Regions from separate parts of the Cyprinus carpio genome. Here region 2 is linked to region 1. The links are chromatin contacts, called in public Hi-C maps. All regions are on one chromosome and are shown on one strand. The core of a region is the stretch at or near the end of the contact, and the rest is flanking DNA. Distances in the headings are between cores, read along the strand shown.

Region 1 (5,487 bases), core at 2,227-4,726:
ACTTGCTAGTTGCATATTAATTTGTCTCAAACATCTTTGTGTTGTCATTATTAGTTATACTATGCTAAATGAGTGGAATGCAATGAAATGTAAACACAATGTGTTATGTGTGAGTGTGTTTTATATGTATACATGAAGAGTTAATTTGCAAAAAATAAACGACTCAAAAATCATGTTTTTTTATTGTGCATTATAATACATTTTGAATTAATCTCAGTTAAAACACAGTTGGGTTATTTTAATTAGGTTAAAAAATAACTAACAAATACAGCTAATTAACGCAATAAAGCATTATAAAAACATGATTTTTATCTGTTTTGCAAATAAACTCTTCATATATATATATATATATACAGTACACACACATATATTATGTAAACACAAACTTTTATTTTGACAGCCCTAATTCAATCATTCATTAATTCAAAACAAATTAAATACGATTTTAAGAGTTGTTTTTCTCCCTTCTCCTACTGTCCTGTCCAATAAAAGTGAAAAAGCTTAACTTTAAAATATGTAACTAAACATATGGTGTGAAAAGCCCTCGAATTAAGAAAATTCAAATTATACATGTCTTTTGAAGTCAATATATTATTGTTTATGTGGTAGACTGTACGGTGGATCATTGTTTAAATGCACTTAATGAACATTAAATTGGCAGGCGTAATAAAACATGCCTTGACAAGAAAACTTCTGCAGTCTGCATGAGAAACAGCAACATAGCGTGACAATCTGAGTTAAATTACTCTTTATATCAAAGGCAGTCCTTTCCCAAACGCATTCTTCACACACGTACAGTACATACAAATACACACAGCCTGCGACCCCCTCCTTCCTCTCTGTGTTCCTCACGCTATATGACCATCAGGTTGTTCAGGCGTGGAGACCCACAATCCCAGAGGATCACATTCAAGACAAAAGGCCTCTGCAGTGAGAGAGAAGCAGGCCGGAAGAGGCCACTCAAACACACAACACCAGTACATAATCTGAATGACTCTCTTATGTTACCCTCACTCTCAGAACAGTACAGTATATACAGTACAGTGGCCTTAGAAAGTATTTTGACATTTAAAAAGTGGTTTGCAACAACTAAAAATATGTTGCTACCAGCAAGGCATCCAATATTAAGGTGGTCAGACAGGTTTCTGGATTAGTTAACAAGCTAATAAGCATCTAAGACCAGCTACTGTGTTCAGAAATACAGCTACAGTCTGGATTTTTCAATCAAGTTTCAAGGTTTCCATTTAATCATTTAAAACCATGTAATCTTCATTGTCACTGGCTTGATATTTTGTCATATTATTAAGTGATTTACTGTATGCCTTCAAATATGCATCATATTAACAGAAAATATTAAATTAACATTCTGCGAAGCAGCTATTTATAACATTTTCTCACCAAAAAGAAAGAAAGAAAGAAAGAAATTAAATTAACATTCTGCGAAGCAGCTATTTATAACATTTTCTCACCAAAAAGAAAGAAAGAAAGAAAGAAAGAGGCAGTTCACACCTAAATACCATTTAGTTCATTTTATTTTATATTTTTATTTAATTTTGTTTTATATAAATCTATGAAAGTTACTTTGGAATTGCGTTGTAATTAATGATAATTTATGATTATCATGTACATTCACACAAGACTTATCAAAAATAATATGAAAGTCCAACCATCAATAGATATGGCATAAAAGTCTAAATTATGAGATAATATGTTCATTATTGTGGGAAAAAGTCAAAATTACATACTAATGAAAATCATAACATAAGTCAAAACTATGACAAAAAAATTACAAAAGGTTTTGACTGTCATAGGCTATTAACTTTTCCCACATAATTCGACTTTTTTCATTTTTTTTTTTTTTTTATGACCTACTTTCTTATAATTTCGACTTTTCTTCAAAAATATGATTTACCAAAGAGTGTGGCGAAAATGAGCTTGGGTACACATAAAAGTTTGTACACTATAATGTTTTGTTGTGTTTTGGCTCCACCTAATGGACACTATGTCGACTGCATCTTTATAGGACTTTAAAACCTTTAAACTTTAATAATATATATATATATATATATATATTATATATATATATATATATATATATATATATATATATATATATATATATTAGATTAGATTAGATTAGATTCAACTTTATTGTCATTATGCAGAGTACAAGTACAGAGCTAATGAAATGCAGTTAGCATCTAACCAGAAGTGCAAGAATATAGTGTTTTATATACATAAAAGTGCAGAGTGAGTGAAGCTATGATTTACAGAATGTACAGTGGGGTTGCTATATACAGTATTGAGCAGAGTATATACAGAATATAAATAGGAATGCAGTGTAGGATTGTATGTACATAATGAACAGAGCAATGTAGGATTATATATACACATTATGAACAGCAGCAATGTGAGAACAGTGGTAATAAATACAGTTGGATGAGTGTGCAAAAGTATTGTTAAAATGAATTCTATGTAAAATAAAAGTAGTGCAATTATATTTTTATAGAATAGTTTACTGTGCTTTGTACAGTAACAACTTAGTTTACAGTGCGATAACTAGAACAGTGTGCAGTGTGCAAAATATGAGTAGTGCAAATACATGTATGTAAAGTACTGACCAGTGACCAGTGCAGTAATAAAGTAGGTGCCGGTTAGATTGTTGGTGTGGCGTTAAGAAGGGTCACGGCCTCGGGGAAGAAGCTCTTCCTGAGCCTGCTAGTCCTGCTAGAGAGCGTAGGCTCCTGTAACGTCTGCCGGATGGAAGGAGAGTGAAAAGTCCATGGTTAGGGTGAGAGGCATCCTTGGTTATGTATATATATATATATATATATATATATATATATATATATATATATATATACACATATATATATATATATAAAAAGCTTTTTAAAATGCAGTATCTGACAAAGAATTGTAAATTAATAAATAAAAATACAGGTATCAGTGATATTTAATACGAATAGGCTTACATAATTAAATCTGATATTAATTTTAGTTGCTCCGTTTGTGTCAGTGGCCCTGAAACTGTGGTACATTTGTTTTGGTATTCCTCTTTTGTAAAACAATTTTGGCAGAATGTCTGTGATTTTATTGTACAAAATATTGACAGTTGTTTTGTTATGGAAATTTTTATTATTTTGTATCTTAAGAAAACAGACAAGAAAAGCATACTCATGTTTACATGATAAATCTTTTTTTTTTTTACTAGCAAAATTCCATATTCACAAATGTACAATAAGTTCTCCTGCAAAAAAAACAAAACAAAACAAAAACAAACAAACAAAACATTTTTTGTAGTATTAGACTGATAGGTTACCATACGACTTTCTATAACACAGCAAGCAATTAAAATGGTGAAAGTTTGTAAAGGTTTGTAGATAAAGATACTTACATGACATGAGAAACTAAAGATAGATGGCGCCACTGAAATCCACGCACACTCCTGCGAGCGCGCGGCAGCGTCTTTACGCACGCTCACCTGCAGTGTCAAAGTTTAGAGGCCGGGCAAAGGTCGTGTTTTGAGTTTATCCCACATCACAAGCAATGGCTTCCATAAGTTGGTTAACATGCAAGCGGTTTTCTCGGCTCGTGCGGCGGCCGCTGCTGCTGCAGTATGTTTGGGCTCCAGCGCGAGCACTTCACCGGGAGAGCGCGCGACGCGTGGCGGAGAAAACCCCGCTGAACAGATCACGATCATCACCGGAGCAACAGTACTTCACTGAGCTAGACAGAGCTGATGCACTGGTAAACACAGAGTATTACTGTGTAACATTACTTCACTGAGTTAGACAGAGCTGATTCACTGATAAACACAGAGTATTAGTACTGTATAACAGTAATTCACTGAGCTAGACAGAGCTGATGCGCTGGTAAACAGACAGAGTATTACTGTATAACAGTACTTCACTGAGCTAGACAGAGCTGATGCGCTGGTAAACAGACAGAGTATTACTGTGTAACAGTACTTCACTGAGCTAGACAGAGCTGATGCGCTGCTAAACAGACAGAGTATTACTGTATAACAGTACTTCACTGAGCTAGACAGAGCTGATGCGCTTGTAAACAGACACAGAGTATTACTGTATAACAGTACTTCACTGAGCTAGACAGAGCTGAAGCGCTGGTAAACAGACACTGAGTATTACTGTATAACAGTACTTCACTGAGCTAGACAGAGCTGATGCACTAGTAAACAGACAGAGTATTACTGTATAACAGTACTTCACTGATCTAGACAGAGCTGATGCGCTGCTAAACAGACAGAGTATAACTGTGTAACAGTACTTCACTGAGCTAGACAGAGCTGATGCGCTGGTAAACAGACAGAGTATTACTGTGTAACAGTACTTCACTGAGCTAGACAGAGCTGATGCGCTGGTAAACAGACACTGAGTATTACTGTGTAACAGTACTTCACTGGGCTAGACAGAGCTGATGCCCTGGTAAACAGAGTATTACTGTGTAACAGTACTTCACTGGGCTAGATAGAGCCGATGCCCTGGTAAACAGAGTATTACTGTGTAACAGTACTTCACTGGGCTAGACAGAGCTGAAGCGCTGGTAAACAGACACCGAGTATTACTGTGTAACATTACTTCACTGAGCTAGACAGAGCTGATGCGCTGGTAAACAGAGTATTACTTTATAACAGTACTTCACTTATCTAGACAGAGCTGATGCGCTGGTAAACAGACACCGAGTATTACTGTGTAACATTACTTCACTGAGCTAGACAGAGGTGATGCGGTGGTAAACAGACACAGAGTATTACTGTGTAACATTACTTCACTGAGCTAGACAGAGCTGAAGCGCTGGTAAACAGACACTGAGTATTACTTTATAACAGTACTTCACTGAGCTAGACAGAGCTGATGCGCTGGTAAACAGACACTGAGTATTACTGTGTAACAGTACTTCACTGGGCTAGACAGAGCTGATGCGCTGGTAAACAGACACCGAGTATTACTGTGTAAAAGTACTTCACTGAGCTAGACAGTGCTGAAGCGCTGGTAAACATACACTGAGTATCACTGTGTAACAGTACTTCACTGAGCTAGACAGAGCTGAAGCGCTGGTAAACAGACACTGAGTATTACTTTATAACAGTACTTCACTTATCTAGACTGAGCTGATGCCCTGGTAAACAGAGTATTACTGTGTAACAGTACTTCACTGATCTAGACAGAGCTGATGCGCTGGTAAACAGACAGAGTATTACTGTGTAACAGTACTTCACTGAGCTAGAGAGAGCTGAAGCGCTGGTAAACAGACACCGAGTATTACTGTGTAACAGTACTTCACTGAGCTAGACAGTGCTGAAGCGCTGGTAAACAGACACTGAGTATCACTGTGTAACAGTACTTCACTGAGCTAGACAGAGCTGAAGCGCTGGTAAACAGACACTGAGTATTACTTTATAACAGTACTTCACTTATCTAGACTGAGCTGATGCCCTGGTAAACAGAGTATTACTGTGTAACA
Region 2 (5,487 bases), core at 813-3,312, 90 kb before region 1:
GATCTCCAGGATGTTTTCTTTCGTGAAGTGAAGTTTTGCAGTGTAGGCAAACTGCAGAAGAGGCTCAAAGCCTTCCACCGTGACCTTGGGAGATTAATGATGTACTTATGATTACTGCATGAATAAATCATTTGCAAATCGCATTACTGAATTATTGCTGTAACTTCATTTACTCAATTTAATCTCAATATATAAGGCCTAATTTGACAGCACTGCAATGTGAACAATTTTTAAAGGAACAGTTCACACAATAATGAACACTCTGTCATCATTTACTCGCCCTCATGTCATGCCAAACTCATTTGACTTAGTTTCTTCCATCATACACTCAAAGAACAGTTAGATAAAGTGTGTAAAACACACTTTTCAATAAAATCCAAGTCAAAACAAATGCATCACGAAGAAATGAAGCTTAAAATGTGGTGTAACAATCATGATTACTAATTCATAAATGTTATGATGTTGATATTTAACTTTGACTTGTCATAAAAAGGTCAAATTATCTAGCATTTTAAGAAACGTATAGACCTTGACACACAGTTATGAGAGTTAACAGTTTTGTAACTAATAATATTAATAATAAAATATCATGCCAAAAATACAAATAAAGGTCTGTTTCAAACATTTTATTAATTTGATGCCTTTTTTTTCTTAAACATGGTATCTGGATAGCTACAACACCCAAAAAAGATAAATTATAAACATGCTCATCATAGAAGAAGTAAATTTTTTAATGTATTTTTGAATAAATATATTTACAAAAGACATTGCCCCTCACACTAACCTTCATGGATTTATTCATGCATAAGTAAATGATGACAGAATTTCGTTGAACCAGATATTGTTTGTTTTAGGGGTTGCTCAATCTATGATTTATTTGTTTTAACAAATGTATGTATGGGTGTTAATGTGTTAATAATTACAACAGATCATAAAGGGATGACGGCTTAACCATAGTTTCCTCAAAACCTCCAGATTCAACCCATCCACCATATCAAGCATTACCTCATCCGGTAACCTGACAGTGGGGTTTGCTCGGCTGTGGTTTGTAAGTCTGGTGTAAAAATAGTCGCTGCAGGAAGCCAGCACTGAAGAGTGCGCTCGAAAGCTCCTGCGCTCCACTTCAACCGTCACCACACAAGAGCTCCTTCTGTCTCAGCTCCTCCAGCGAGCGAAGCGCTCCCTCCAGCGCGAAGGACTGAGCTGTGAACAGCGGACTGAAAGGTGAAAACAGAGGTCCGGGGGCCATCCACAGACATGACTCAGGGGTTTAGCTACAAAATAACAGATACATAGCGTAACAAAGAGGAAATACAGAAATAGATGCATCAAGTTACACTTGGGTGGAGTGATGTCCGGCTTAATACATGATGATGATGATGATGGACACATACAGTATTCAGATACATTTACAATTACACCAAGCAGAATAATAGATATACATGTAAATAAAGGACCATAATAATACTTTTTTTAGTGTTTAAACTTTTCAGTAACCATTAGGATAAGTAAACAGAATGATTATGTGCATGACTCTGCAAAACATTAAAAACATGTTTTCAGACAAAAGATCGTTATTCTTACTGTGTGTGTCCATCATATAGTACACATAAAGTTAACAGAATAGTTTTCACTGGATATGTCAACATAAGCCAAAATGAGTGTTGAGCAACTGTGTAAACATTTGTATTTCAGCTGGCATAAATAAGCATTGCTTAACTATAATAGCTGGCAATTCCATTTTCTCAATATGACATAATCTTCGAGATAATACGACAGAAGTAGCAGCTAGCTAGTTGTTTACTGTGAAATTGACATTGTAGATTTTAACACACTCGTGTTTACACGTTTGTCTGTTTGAAGAGGAATAGAAAACCGACCTGACATATCACTGGAGATCAGAAGCCGTCAAAATTCGCATTCTGTCCATCGCTTTTGCAGTTTAAACGCGAAATCGGACTAAAGTTTTACAGCGAAACAGCTCCATAACGTCTATAAGCCTGTCACGTGACTGACTGTCCAGTGCGGCAGTGAGTGCGCGTCACACAGCACGCACAGAACGTACTGCGTCTGCAAGCCACGTCTCTGAGAGACACGCCCACTTCTAGAACAGACGATAGATAGATAGATAGATAGATAGATAGATAGATAGATAGATAGATAGATAGATAGATAGATAGATAGATAGATAGATAGATAGATAGATAGATAGATAGATAGATAGATAGATATAACCCATTTACCAACATTTTCAATAATTGTCTTAACTTGTGAAAAACAGATAACATTAATTTAGAAAAATATTCAGAATTAATTCAAATTAAATATCAGTTATGCAACTACCATTAACTCAAACATTTATTAATCGTATATAATTATTAGTATTTTTGCTTTTAGAAATATAATTAAGTTCAGGTGTGTAAAAATATTAATGATAATATTAATGTTGATATACAGTGAGATGAGATGAAAATTGTAAGTGTTTAAGGTGACAGGAAACAGACAGATTATTAGTAGATAGAAGTAGTGTTATATACAGAGAACTCTCACTAAATCTTATAATTCACATAATATTTGAAGCTTTTTTATTTTGAAATACCACGATTATTCGCTTATATTCACTTTCGACTTAAACTAAGTTTAAATTCAACATCTTTGAACATCTTGTAAATTAATTTATTAACTGTATTATTTTAATTAAACACATTTTAGCTTTCCTAAAGAGTGATATATGGCTTTAGAAATTCTCTCGAATTTGTTTCTGTGTCGAAAGTGCTGCTGTAAAATCTCTGAGTTTACTGTCATTAGAAGGAGAATGCTATGCCACTTTTCTTAAAACCCGTAAAGTTGCGTTTGACTGCAGTGCTGCTCCGTTTGTTTGGTGTAGGTAGTGCAGTTGTCGGTTTTGTTGACTGTGTAGTGGTCGAGTGGTATGTGTACTGTCCTCGGTCATGTCAGTGTACAGACCCCTGGTGTGTTTGCTCAGGCACGGGACAGCAGCAGCGAGGGTCACCACCTGGTCAGCTGTAGGAGCTGCTGTTAATTACATGTTAAGTAAAACATTTAATTATTATTATTATTATTATTAAAAGTTTAAATGTATTTTTAAAAGATGAATTAATCTCCTGCACTATTGTCAGAATCTTATTCTAGCAGATGCCACTAGGTGTCACTGTCAACTACATTATATATGCCATTGTGCCAATAATAGAGAAACTGGATTATATTTATGATTATGAAATATAGATAAATGCATGCATGTATGTATGTACTGTGTATATATATATATATATATATATATATATATATAATATATATATATATATATATGTATGTACTGTGTATATATTTATATATATACACAGTACATACATACATGCATGCATTTATCTATATTTCATATATATATTATGTTTGTATAGTGTGCATATTTTATAATATAAATTGTAATGTTTATGTATGTTATAATATATGAACAAAAATGTCTGTAAACTTTAGGACACAGAAGGATTTTGAAATGATGAGGAAAATTAAGACAAAATTCAACCCCAGAAATGATGTAAGCATTAAATTATCTATGATATTTGAATTTTCATATCATCTGATTATTGTATCATCTTGAAAAATGTTAGAAACTTTCTAATACCTGCAAGTGAGAAATAGTCCATTGCTCTAGAATTAACCAGAATGAAATCTCTGTAGGAGCTAATGCCATGGGACCATCCATATTTCAGTGGTGTGATACGTGCAGAAAAGTAAGAGATCTGAGAAAAGCATGAGACCGATTCATTTTCTTAAAATAAGCTGCAGTGCTGTTCAAAAGTTTAGGATCAGTAAGATTATTATTTTTAATTATTACATTTATTCAGAAAGACTTGTATTAAATTCTAGTTCTAATTTTGATGAAAAATGACAGTAAAGAAATTTTATTATTTATATTTTGATGAAAAATGAATGTAAAGGTAATATAAGATTGATATTTAAAATGAGTGTTGTTTGTTTCTAACATTGATAATAAATCAGCATATTAGCATGATTTCTGAAGGATCATGCGACACTTAACACTGGAGAATGATGCTGAAAAATCAGCTTTGCTAACACAGAAATAAATGATATTTTAAAGTATATTAAAATAGAAAATATTTATTTTAAATTAATTTTCACATTACAATTTCTTTCTGTTTTTGATCAAATAAATGCTGCTTTGATGAGCATAAGAGACTTCTTTAAAAAACATTAAAAACCTTACTGATCTCAAACTTTTAAACAGCAGTGTATATGTATAATTATTTATTTATTTATTTGAGACTTTAAAGCCTTCTGATACAAGATTTCTGTGCTGCTTTTGACGTTCTCAAAATGTTTCTTTTGTAGTCTGTGCTCTCTGTGAGTAAAATTTGTTCATTGACGTTCGGCCTTTATTAACAGGGCATGTTGGAGTGTTGTGTTTTGTCTTGGCAGATCCAACGTAGAGCCAAGTCTATACAGTCCGTACTTCTCGCTGGGAGCATGTATGGAAGGTCTGAATGGTCTTTTCACGCAGCTGTATGTGTATCACTGCTGACTGAGCAGCCAAGTGTGGGGGAGGTCTGGAGTGAAGATGTGCTCAAGCTGGAGAGATCACACTTCTGCGCTTGATTATCAAACCCAGTGGGCTTAAATGAGAGCTCATCTTCAGGTCAAGCCAACTTCATTTCCAAGTGGATGTTGCACACTGGTGGTAGTTTAGGAGAGAGAGGCATGATGGAAAATCTCTTCCATGAGGTGGGCCATGCCTTGCACTCCATGCTGGGACACACCCGCTACCAACCTGTGATGGGTACGATATGATCACTACTAAAATCAGCTAATTTAGTTCAGGTCTGCAGCTTTAAAATGTACCCAGAGCAGCATGATCACAGTGATATTATTTCTCTCTGTAGGAACAAGATGTGCCACTGATTTTACAGAGGTACCTTCTATTCTAATGGACAGGTACACTGCACACTGCACTACAGTGTTTATGTTCATTTTGCATACATACCATAAAAGTAGTCTATATGATTCATACTGTACATTATATGCCCAAATCTTCTGAAGTAACTTTGTGTTAATTTTCGAATGAGCAGTTCATAAATTAAAATTTTATGTGTATTTGTAGTTTGAATCAATATCATTTCTCATGGTGGCCCGACTTTGTGAGTCCAAGAAGGTCTGTGGTGCAGCTGACACTCAACTTCAGGTACCAGATCTTCTCACTCAGCATCCAGTGTAACCACATCACGTTTTTTTAATATATTTTCTCATTGTGGATCCAGTGTAACCACATTTCTTCTCACTCAGCATCCAGTGTAACCACATCACGTTTTTGGAGTATAAAATATACCAAAAATGACTTTTTTTTGATGTTGATAATTTAAGTATTAATTGTTTTTAGTTTTTTTTGTTGGCCTATTAACTGATGTGATGTCCAATATTATTATTATTATTATTATTATTATTTTTTTT

The links. Hi-C and Micro-C count contacts between places; a contact is called where the count stands out from the background.
Region 2: a Hi-C map of liver shows a contact between it and region 1, with 2.8 times the contacts expected there. The contact joins the enhancer-like site here to the promoter of LOC109082867 in region 1. A contact is called at or near these places in 2 of 8 Hi-C or Micro-C datasets (liver and skeletal muscle).

Annotation. Positions count from the first base shown.
Region 1 is chrB15:9,808,953-9,814,439 of ASM1834038v1, reverse strand. It overlaps LOC109082867 (transmembrane protein 160-like), which reads left to right and starts at 3,476. Exons shown (of 4, transcript XM_019097710.2): 1 at 3,476-3,750. The coding sequence starts at 3,550.
Region 2 is chrB15:9,897,281-9,902,767 of ASM1834038v1, reverse strand. It overlaps the pseudogene LOC109072330 and the pseudogene LOC109072328. Among protein-coding and RNA genes, the nearest start is that of LOC109072331, 7.6 kb to the left of the region's middle. Within about 2 kb of position 2,062, at least 7 of the 8 cell types and tissues checked have an H3K27ac peak or open chromatin away from gene starts, as enhancers often do. A contact at or near this core is called in liver and skeletal muscle, where this site is marked.